Linked DNA regions of Mus musculus: region 1 is linked to region 2. A link is a contact called in public HiChIP or PLAC-seq data. All regions are on one chromosome and are shown on one strand. The core of a region is the stretch at or near the end of the contact, and the rest is flanking DNA. Distances in the headings are between cores, read along the strand shown.

Region 1 (5,600 bases), core at 195-2,694, 740 kb after region 2:
AAATTATTTGTTACTACTTCATAACTATAATTTTGCCAGTGTTCTGAATCATAATGAATTACCCAAGGAGCTAATGGGAACTGCAACCCTATAGGTGGAACAACAATATGAACTAACCAGTACCCCGGAGCTCTTGTCTCGAGCTGCATATGTATCAAAAGATAGCCTAGTCGGCCATCACTGCAAAGAGAGGCCCATTGGACTTGCAAACTTTATATGCCCCAGTACAGGGGAACGCCAGAGCCAAAAAGGGGGAGTGGGTGGGCAGGGGATTGGGGGGGGGTGGGTATGGGGGACCTTTGGGATAGCATTGAAAATGTAAACGAGGAAAATACCTAATTAAAAAAAAATTAGCAAATACCAACTGGTCAGCCTTGAAAACATACTGAAAAGTAACAGTATATAGACTATGCAGGTTATATTTATGCATTTAGCAGTGTGTGTTTGTGTGTGTGTGTGTGTGCGCACGCGTATGTATGTATGTATGTATGTATGCAACAACACTTAATATAAAGGAGGCTATGAAGTTGAAACAGGGCAAGGAGGGGTATATGGGAGGGTTTGGAAGAAGAATCAGGAAGGGAGAAATAATGTAACTATATCATAATCTCAAAAAATAAATTATTTTTTAAAAATGTTAAAAAAAAAAGAAAATATCTGTGTTTTCCAAAGGTTTTAGGCAACCCCTGTGAAAGGGTCATCTAATCCTCAGGCCATGACCCACAAGTTGAGAACCACTGCTCTACCATGCGTGAAGGTGATATAAAGCTTGCTAGGTGGATTTTCTCAAATGCTTGTTTTATTTATCTATGTATTTATAAACACTTATCCTGTTGGCTTTCAGTTTTCTTGGTGTATATTCATTGTATGTAGCTATGGACTTCACCAAGACATTTTCATTACCTTTCTTCTGCAGCCCTTCCCACTAATCTTCCCGTTCCCATATAAGGCAGTTTTCCTTTTCAGTTAAACCTTTCTGCAAACATCCTCAAAAGATACACCTAAAGGTGCATTTCCACAGTCCTGGAGAATCATCAAATCTACAATGAAAATGAAGTGTCTCAGCAACCTAGAGCCTTTGGGTTCCAGGAGAATTGTTGTTAGATCATATAATAGTTTGATAGATCATTTTGAGGAAAATGTATACTAATGTTCAGAGTGGCTAGCCTAACTAAATTCTCATCAGTATTATATAAGCGTTCCCCTTTCCTCTCATTCTCAACAGTACTTGTTTTGTTTTGGTTTTTTCTCTTAATCATATTTGTTCTGGCTGGAGTAAGGGAAAAAACTCAATATTAAGTTCTGATTAGCGGTTTACTCTCTTTACTATCTCTTAGCTCTGGTGTTGGTGGATCTAATGGGATCAGGGCTTGCTTCTCTGTACAGACTATCTTGCCCTAACCCTGAGCATCTGAAACCTCAAAGCCACCCTAATGACACACTTCCTCCAACAAGGACACATCGACCCAACAAGGCCACCCTTCCTAATCTTTCTTAAGTATTGCCACTCCCTGATGACTAAGCATTCAACTATATGAGCCTAAGGAGGTCATTCTTGTTCAAACTTCCACAGTGGGGAAGACAAATGATATATTCTCACACTACTAACCAACGTACAGTAACACAAATACAATGAATGACATGAAACATAATTTAACTGACTTTCTATAAAGCATTTAAATTAAAATGTTCTCAGATGTACCAGAGGCCTGTAATCCTAGCACCTAAAATGCTGAAGCAGAATTGTGTGTTTGAGAATATTGCCTAAAAAATAAAATATTAACGGAAACAAGACATTTGTCAATATGTACAAGAGAACTATCTAAAACCATTTGCTTTGTGAGTGTGTCCAAGGAAGCCAAACAGCACAAGGGAAGTGAACCTGAAGGCTCTGAAGCCCAGGTGCACTCAGGAAGAACTTGCTCTATAGTGTGTCATTTTGGAGTCTCAGCAGTTATGAGTAGATTAAAAACCCTTTCCTTAAAGAGAGTAGTAAGGTCATGAGATGCCAAAGCAGTAAAAAAGGGAAAGAGATGGAAAAAACCCTATACCCATCTTTGGAGGAGAAATCTGAGCAGATTCAAATAGAGGACATGAATCTTTTCTGAGTCAGAAACAAGGACAGAACACAAAAGTTAGCATGGAATTATGGCTGTCATGTCCCAGATAAAGACCAATAGTACTCCAAGCAAGAGATAAAAAGGAACCAGAGGTGCAGCTTTGGGATGATAACACACACACACACACACACACACACACACACACACACACACACACACTAAAGGGGAGAAAATACACAGCATAGAACCAATTACTCTACCCTTTTTCAGCCCTGAATGCAGCATCTGTATGAGCAGTCAGTAGTCTGAACTGCATCTATCTCATTATGCCTGGAAAAAATATAACAGCCCGGAGAGACAAAAAGTAGATGGGAATGAGTTTGTGGAAAAATGCCAGGAAATCATAGACTAAAAGAAAAAAAAAAAAAGAAAAGAAAAGAAAAAAGAGTTAGTGATGATTCCTAATGTTCTAAGCTTATGAGCCAAGAGCCTCAAAATATGTCTTAATATGAATAAGAATTTAACATTAAGAAATAAAAGTCAGGAGTGACGTATAAATGTTTATAGGAAAACTGGACAGTAATATAAATAAAAACTATAATTTGCTCTTTAAATCACTCTACAAAATTAGCTAAAATAGATATAAATATTAGATCCTTACAGAACTCATGGAAAAAGTAAATAACTGAAATAGAATACACACCTGCTTTGAAAGGAAAACAGCATTTTTAGAGCTAAGTCAACTATCAAATTACCAAGAAAGAAGCTAACAATACAGATACAGAAAAGTCAGAAAGAACGCTCTGTCTGCTTATTGTCATGTCCTGAGTTTTCAACCACAATTGATTTAAGGGACAGTAGACAGCACAAGTAGGACCAAGTTAACTGTACTGAACAGTATGAATTTTACATTATATCAAAGAAACACCCAAAATCTGCCTTAAATATACATTATATAAGCCACTGTAGTATTATATGTTCAGTTAGTTTATATGTTAGATAATATTTTAATACTTTTCAGTAACTTTTATACTAGTTCCTTGACTTAGAGTTTTCTAATAACACTGATAGAATACTAAACTCCAAATTCTTGGGAGATACAAGTGGAGGGATAAACTCCCAGGGAGATGTCTTTCTGTCAGAACTGGGTCTGAAAGGCGTCCTGAGGCACACCTTCACTTTACATCTATTTTCCGTGTGGCTGAGGACTTCTCACAAGAATGCATTCTGCCGCCTCCTCCATGCTCAGTGGACTTCCATCATCTCTTTCCCCTGAGGAGGTTGTGGGCTTTGTTCTTTCTCTGTTGTTGTTGCTCAAATTCCTAGAGATTTTTGTTGCTTTCTTGAGAACTATACACTTAATGATACACAATGCTTGCTACAGAATTAAGTTGTTTTACTTAACCATATTTAATGATGGCATCAGCTTGTTTACCTCCTTTAAACCAACTACTAAAGACATGGGGATGTATAGAGCACTCCTGGGCCTTCTCATAAACTTAGTGTCCCAAGTACTTGTGTCAAAAGCACATCAACAAACAATCACAATGTAACCCTACTGAGGGAGACCCTAGCAGTTACAAGTAAATAAAGTCCCTGAGGAGCACTAGGAGACCCTGAGGAATCAGCCAAAACCAGGAATCTGGCAGATAAGAGAGAGAGGGACTACTTCCAGTCAGAGACAGCACTGTGTGGGCTTGGACTCCAAGCTGGGAAAGGGAACACAGGCTCCAGGCAGGGACAAGTTCAACAAGGGTAACACAGGATGAGCAGGTGTGCCGAATGGGAACAGCGGCTTAAAAACACTTGCTGCCCTTGTCCAGCATCGGGATCTGGTTCTCATCTGCTATACAGTGGCTCATAATTACTCTCCTGTAGTTGTAGCTCAAACGGAGCTAATGTCTCTCCTCTGTGGACATCAAGCACACACACATACACATATATAAAATAAAATATAAATAAATCTAACAAACTAAAAATCAGTCAAGCTTTTAGAGCACTGTGTATGTAAGACATACAATGCAAGTTTGAATAGGTTTGTTAGTCATGAGAGGCCACCCAAATTTTCATGAAAGTTAGTTATACAAGCAGTTGTATCTCTAAGAAAACAAAAGTAGAAGGGAGTCTAGCTCCAGAAAAAAACAGTTGTTGGAATCTCCAAGTGAACAATCAGTAAGGAGAACCAGCAGAAAGAAGAGACAATTCTTCTCTGGAATCAAAGTATTATAAAGTTATCTAATGCAATGTGCTCTTACCACAACATAAGGAAGTCTTTCATTTTTTCCTAACAAAGAAATAAACGTTTGCTAGGTGTGCTGGCGCACTCCATTAACCCCAGCACAAAAGAAGTAGAGGCAGGCAGAGCTCTGTGAGTTCAAAAGGAACTAATGACACCCTCTTCCTTGGGTACCAGGTACACATGTAGTAAACATACAAGCATGTAGGCAAAACATTCACACACATAAAATAGAATAAATCTTTTTTAAATGTAAGCCATTCATAAATCTATTCTAAAACCGGCTGCTTATAGAATTTAAGGCTCATTATTATATAATGAAAACATTAATAGGTAATCCCTGTTAGAATAAGAAAGTATAAATATTTAAATCTACTGTTATAAAAATCATTTCAGGGGCTAGAAAGATGGCTCAGTGGTTAAGAGCACCAACTGCTCTTCCAAAGGTACTGAGTTCAAATCCCAGCAACCACATGGTGGCTCACAACCATCCGTAACAAGATTTAATGTCCTCTTATGTCGTGTCTGGAAGATAACTACAGTGTACTTACACATAATAAATAAATAAATCTTTTTTTAAAAAAAAGTCATTTCAACTTTCTTATTTCAGTATATTCCAAGAAATAAAGGGAACTCTTTTTGTAAAAGTGATCATTTTTATATATTTAATGTTTTAGTTATAAATGCACCCCTCTTTTTTTCAGTTTTTACCTGCTGATCTTACTTTACCACTAAGAAGATACATACACATGTGTAGTTTAATATGTCTGCTGTTTAAAATTCATCACTGCAGTATTTATTTAAGTCTAGAGTTTTCTTTTAATTGAAGGTGTGCACAGAGGCTGTCTGAGGTGGTGTCATAGTCAGTGACTGGAATAGTTCATCACAACTTGAGATGCCACTTATACTAAGCTGTCAAACAGTCCCACTGTCACTTCTATTCCTGGGATACAAACTACATAATGGGCTGTCAGTTAATATGCTGCACCAAGTTTCAGCCAGACAGTTTCAGCTGTGTAGATTCACAGAGTCATTGGCTAATATTTCACAGACACTGCAAATTGCTACCAGAGCAACATACTGAACAATGATTTTATAGGCAAGTGCATATGAGTTTAAATGCCAAATAGACACAGATCTACAACTCAAACTGCATAGGGTATGGTGAGTCATCCAGTCGGTCTGGAGTACTGTACCCTAAGAAACCTCCAGCAGCATTAAATATGACATCTAACCTCACTTGCAAAGAAAATTCATTTTAACCTAAAAGTAGATAGTTTTCAATTCTCCCCCCTGACTCACCA
Region 2 (5,805 bases), core at 1,556-4,055:
GGAGCTGTGCTAACATAGAAGGATGTGTTATCAGTGGGGTTGTGCCTACTCCACTGGAGAGGTGGGGGAGGGCAAGGGAAGTTGACCTTCTGGGAACCCTTAAGACAAAGCCAAGAGGGGAGGGAGGAAGGCCTTGGAGTTAGGCAAACATGAAAGTGCACCAGCAAAGACTGAGGAATGTGAGAGGGGAGTGCTGGCCCAAGGACACACTGCAGAAATGGGCTGCAGCAGAGTTGTCCCCGTGTAGCACAACGGGTTCTCAGGAAGAGCTGCTGGGCCTGTGAGGCTTGAGTGATCTCCAGTGGCCTGGCACATGACCTTTCCAGATGGTTCTTCCAAAAGAGGGGTGCTTAATCTAGAGCTTTCTCCACTGTGTAGAAACTTTCTACAGCATCCATGTGGGCACAATGGCCTAAGTCATTCTGTACTCAAGAGCACATTCTAGAAGGGCAAGGGACACCTACATTTAGGCCAGATTACTTGCAAGAGGCACTGATCATAGGAAGGTTGTAGTGGAGGAGGAGGAGGAAGGGGAGGAAGGGGAGGAGGAAGAGGAGGAGAAGAAGAAGATGGGGAGAAGGGGGAAGGGAGGAGGAGAAGTTTTCAGTGCTGAGGAGGTCTAGGAGATGAATGTGCTTGTGGTGGCAGCAATGAGGGTGACTGACTTCTATTATTTTATTATTATTATTTTATAATGTTTTTATGCACTTAAGAGACAAGTTTTGGTGCATGAAAACATTTGAGGATCAAATCAAGATAATTAGCATTTCTATAACCTTTAGTAACCATTCTCTGTTCTATGTGTCTTGCAGTGTTCTACACACCATTATACACCACAGTCATGCCTGAAACACACAGAATGCACTGATGCCCAGCACGTCTTCCTCTTCTCATCTAAATAAACATGGTCCTCCTTGGCTGAGTTCTCCCATCTCTGCCTTAGGCTGTGGTAAGTGTCATTCTACTTTCAACTTTATGAGATCAACTGCTGTAGTGTCCACAGAAGAGACAAGCACACAAGATCTATTTCTGTGTGTGGCTTATTGTGTTTAGCATCATGTTCCTTATTTCCACTAGTATTGCTGCAAATGACAGGATTTCATCCATTCACTGGTGCATAATCTAGTGTGTGTAATTTCCTCACTTTATTTTGGTCATCTGTCAACAGACATGTCTACATTTCTTGCAATTAGCTTATAATGCTCCAGAGAGCATAGGTGGACAGTTGTCCCTTAGGTATGCTTAGGAGAGAGACCGAAGGATGGTGGCAAGCACTTCCATGTTAGTCCACATTGCTAGTGTTGGTTTCACTCCCACCAATAGTGTAAGAGATTCTTCTTAGTCATATCCTTGCCAACAGTGGTCACCATACATATTTGATACAGTTATTGTAATAGTATGGTGTATCTACTGTGGTTTTGATTTTTATTTCTATGATGGCCTTCTCTATTTTTGCTGTAACCTCTGCTTCATGGCCAGATTGTTTCTAAAGAGTTCAAAGGGACTGTCCCTGATAAGTAACAATAAAACACAGACCCTCTGCTCTCCTTGACAGCATTTTCTGGTGTGTTACCCTAGACACAAGACTAGAAGAGGCAAAGAAGTTTTCCTAGTCTGGCTTCCCTTGACCTGTGCAATCTAGAGATGGACCGGTCTAGTCTCTCTGAGTCTAGGGGTCCAGGAAACTACATAGGAGCTTGTTTCTGACTGGGGTTCCCAACCTCTCACCACCTTTGTCATCTGTGCCTAGCTAGCCCCATCCTGCACTTGGCCATGCAGTCTCACTGGCTCAAAAATGCCTGGTGTGTTATTTCATAGGAAATTGACAAGTGTAGTTTGAAAGGGAGAGCCCAGTCTTGTGTGGTGCAGAACATACTGCTGTTTACCAAGTGTGGAAACCCCAAGGTGGCACAGCTTGACTTTTGTGATGGTGGCTAGGGCTCTGGGTACCAGCAGTCATTCCACCATCCCTGTCATCTGCCGTGTACATGTTCACTTGGCAGTGAGAAAACTTATGCTTAGGAGGTTGTCTCTGCTTACATGGGAGCTGAGTACTGTGTTCTCCCTAGAAAGGCCACCTCTTTTCATGATGTGGTTTGGATATGGTAGGTTTCTGTTACAATGTTAGGTTTCCCGATGGGTGCGGCCTTAATATGGGACCTAGCTAGAGGACCTGAGCCACTGAGGTTGGGCATCTTCCTTGTCTCACTTCCTGTTTCACTATGTTCCCGACTGGATTCATTGTGACTGGGTGCCTCATGCTCTCGCCTTTGTACCTTTCCAGCCATGATGGTATAGATACCAGATGCCTCTATTGCTTTTAACTGTGAGCCCAAATCAACCCTTTGTCTCCTGAATTCTTTCTGTCAGGTATTTGGTCACAGCAATGTAGCCAAACCACAGAGTGTCCAGAAGATGAGTCAGTTGGAAGACTTTCCTTGAAGAGTTGCTTGTTTCTCACACATGACTGTTAGCATCTGAGAGTTAGCAGCGGACATCTTCTTGTGAGGTGTGTGAAATAGAGATTCAGAACCTTTCCCAGAACTAAATGTCACAGTAACAGAGACATCACCCACATGCTGCTCCAGTCTAGACTTTTCTCCCTAGGACTTGGCTGACTTACCTACAGGTTTCATAGTACTGGGAGCCTATAGTGTCTGAATTCCAGGTTGTCTGGGCTTTGGGAGCAGATGTTTGCCAACCAGTCCATAGGGAGGGGCCATGCCACCTCAGCCTGCCAGGCAGACCCAGAACACCAAAATATGATTGCCCTGTTATCAGGGTTTACCGAACACCCACTCAGCCTGTTCAAACATCTGACCATATTGGTGAGTAAGGCTCCTTGCTAAACAAAGAGAGGGCCTTTGCCAGACCAGTGACACAAAGACCAGCAGAAGTCTTGGTTCTAGGTGATAGGTTTGAACAGTTGGCTTAGGCAACTGTAGCTTCTCTGTACTGGGTAAGATGTTGCCTGTTTCCTTGTGCAAGACACTTGTGTCCTGCTATGGCTATGCATCCTGACCTGACAGCTTCGTTTTCAACATTGCTCATCCAGGCTTGCAAACAAAGACTTTGCCCTCTCCTAACTTCTCCCAAACATCTGGTCAGGCCCATATCCGCTGCTTTTGTGTTGCTATAACCCTTGACTTCAGAGGGGCAGAAGGAATCTTTCTCTATACTTGGAATATCATGAAGGGCTCAGATGCCCTGATAGACTTACATTATACTTTCAACTCAAAGCCAGAGAAACAAGGGCCTCAGTGAACGCACCTACCTCTCCAAATATTTCCTCAATCTATAAGCCAGTACCTTTGAGGAGATTTTCAGATACAAAGTGCTGGAAAATTCCAGTGACAGACACATGTGATCCTAGCTGTGGTGGGACAAAGTTTCAGAAGCCCTGACTGCTTGCCTTTGCTTACACTGAAGATAAGCATACTTGTCCAGGTCTGTGTGGTGTCATTATTTATGCATTTTTTCCTTTCCTTGGTGATTTTGCTGTCAATGGCCCTGGCACAAGTTCAAGTTCCACCCAGTGTCTCTAAGCATAAGGCTGCCTCCATGAAGTCCAATGGACAACACAGATCCATGAGATCTGCCTCATTCAGACTTGTGACTGAGTTGCAACAACATGCATCCAGTAAGGTCTCTACAAACAGATGTCTGTGTCTCTTTGTCTCTCTATGGCCCCTGTCCCTGAAATGAACAAGGCCGTGTGGTGATTGACTGAGGGACATACAGTGACCAGTCTTCTGGAACCTGGCTGCTTGTCTGTCAAGTCAGTATGCTAAGCCACAGTAGAACACAAGTGTCTTGCACAAGGAAATGATCTGTACCTTACTCACTATGGAGAAGCTGAGGGTCAGCAGCTCTGTGAAGTCAAGGGCCTGGTACTTTGCTGGGGCCACTTGTCCTTCTCGGCCAGCTTGGTCTGTGGCCTTTCAAACAAGCACCTCTTTATTGTAGGCCATTGTGATCACAATGGCATTTGTGTGTGATCGAATGCTGTGCCTTTGCTCAATGCTGCATTCTTAGCCGATGGCAGCAATGCTGACTTAGGTCCCCAGTGCTGTCACCTTTGTAGGGGTGGATACTCTGCTTGTCTAGGCAATCTCAAATGGCAGCATGTGACCTTCCAGGCTGGACAACAAAGGGATCTTCATTTCCCGGAGACTTATAGCTCACCCATACTTGCCTTGGCTTAGTCACACTGCTGGGTGACCTTCTGGCCGAGGACTGCTTGGAAGGTCTGAGCATGGAAGCCTACTTTCTCCCAGCATAATATGAGTCCCATGTGCCAGCTTTTTTCAATGCTCAGCTTTGCTATCTGTCCCATTCAAAGCCTGTAGGAGTCTAAATCACAATGCATGGCAGGCAAACCCCTAAGCTGCTGTTGGGAATGTGTGCCTGAGGAGCCAGCACATAGCACATAGCACATAGCACATAGCACATAGCACATAGCACATAGCACATAGCACATAGCACATAGCACATAGCACATAGCACATAGCACAGTGGATGGCATCTGTCCATAGGCAGATCCCAGACTGTGTTAGCTGGCTGGCTCCCACCCTGTTGACCCTGTAAGGCTACCACCTGCTTCCTTGTCTGATGCACTGGGAGTAGAGAGGGTCAGGGTATGCGGATTGGGTGAGGTAGTAGCTGTTCACCCCACTCTTTTGTCTAGAGGTGTGTTGCAGTTCCCCGGGGAGGAGGATCTCCTCCATCTGGCCTTTCCTGGTACAGCTGCTCCTGAGGCTGTTTGTGGAAATCCCCAAGGAGGTGACAGAAGACTGAGTAAAGTCACACCCCCATGCAACATGGCAGCATGGCTGCCTTGCAGGAGTGTCATAAGGGAAGGGAGAATGTGGCAGACTACCTACACACAGAAGGCGGCTGGGTGGCTGAGAGAAGCTGCACAGCCTAGAGGAACAGTCAAACTGGAGGGCTGATAACAAGGACTTCTTTCCCTTAAAAGAAATAATACATTCTTTTGCCTCTATGTTATCTGAGTGCATTTCCCAGCTGTCACCTTAGTAACCACTAGGAAGGTGATGGATGTAGAGAGTGGCCTTCCTTTACAAGTTACCTAGGTAACTGCTGCCCTTTCAGAAGCTTGGGGCACAGCAGCAACTTGGATTTAGACACTCCAGTTTTGTCTGGCTTTATCTTTCTTGTCTGTTTAATGGCCTGCACAGAGTCAGCCTCACAGGCTCATAGATGCAGAGTGCATCAAGCTCTGGCACTTGGGAAGTCTCCTTCATCTTCAATATGCCTTCATCTCTGACATCCAGAATTTATCAGGAGAGGTGGGCCCAGAGAGCAAGCCAACAGTGCACGGACCACACTGATACCATTTGGCACTCCCTCCTCACCACAAGGAGCAGTTATCCTTTTCCTGAGTAGCAAGGGTGGGTGGAACCCCTGCACTGTGGATCTTAGCTTGAGCTCCTGTTGAGAGCTGTTCTGAACAGGTTCCAAAGAGGTAGAAGACAGAGCCCTTGAGTGGCCTTAGGGGTATGATAGTAGCAAATGTGGCAAAAAACTGAAAGAGCCTAGGGGAAAGGCCAGCTGGAGCAGCATGCGGCTTGTGTTGTCTTCAGGGAAGCAGACCTTGGTAACAGTCTACGTTGTACTGGTTTTAAAGGCAAGAAAGATGCAAGAATGAGGAGATCGTGGAGTCTTATTCCATACACCCTCCAAGGTCAGGCGACATTCCAGTGGAAGAAGCCTAGTGAGTCTCCATCTCTGTTGGACTGTGTGACAGAGAGGACTTAGGGCTACTCATCAGGTGATTGTGGGAGG

What was found. HiChIP or PLAC-seq counts read pairs in DNA pulled down with a chosen protein or histone mark.
Region 1: a FOXA1 HiChIP or PLAC-seq map of pancreatic cancer cells shows a contact between it and region 2. The contact joins two enhancer-like sites. A contact is called at or near these places in 1 of 115 datasets of contacts at active chromatin or transcription factors (pancreatic cancer cells) and 2 of 9 other capture datasets (embryonic stem cells and embryonic trunk).

The regions. Positions count from the first base shown.
Region 1 is chr5:29,307,932-29,313,531 of GRCm38.p6, forward strand. All of the region lies in intron 5 of Lmbr1 (limb region 1), which reads right to left. Among named protein-coding and RNA genes, the nearest start is that of Gm42244, 37 kb to the left of the region's middle. Within about 2 kb of position 1,445, at least 13 of the 459 cell types and tissues checked have an H3K27ac peak or open chromatin away from gene starts, as enhancers often do. A contact at or near this core is called in pancreatic cancer cells, where this site is marked.
Region 2 is chr5:28,563,521-28,569,325 of GRCm38.p6, forward strand. It overlaps 9530036O11Rik (RIKEN cDNA 9530036O11Rik), which reads left to right. Exons shown (of 7, transcript NR_015562.2): 2 at 813-949. Among named protein-coding and RNA genes, the nearest start is that of Shh, 99 kb to the left of the region's middle. RefSeq lists an enhancer at 1-928. Within about 2 kb of position 2,806, at least 11 of the 459 cell types and tissues checked have an H3K27ac peak or open chromatin away from gene starts, as enhancers often do. A contact at or near this core is called in pancreatic cancer cells, where this site is marked.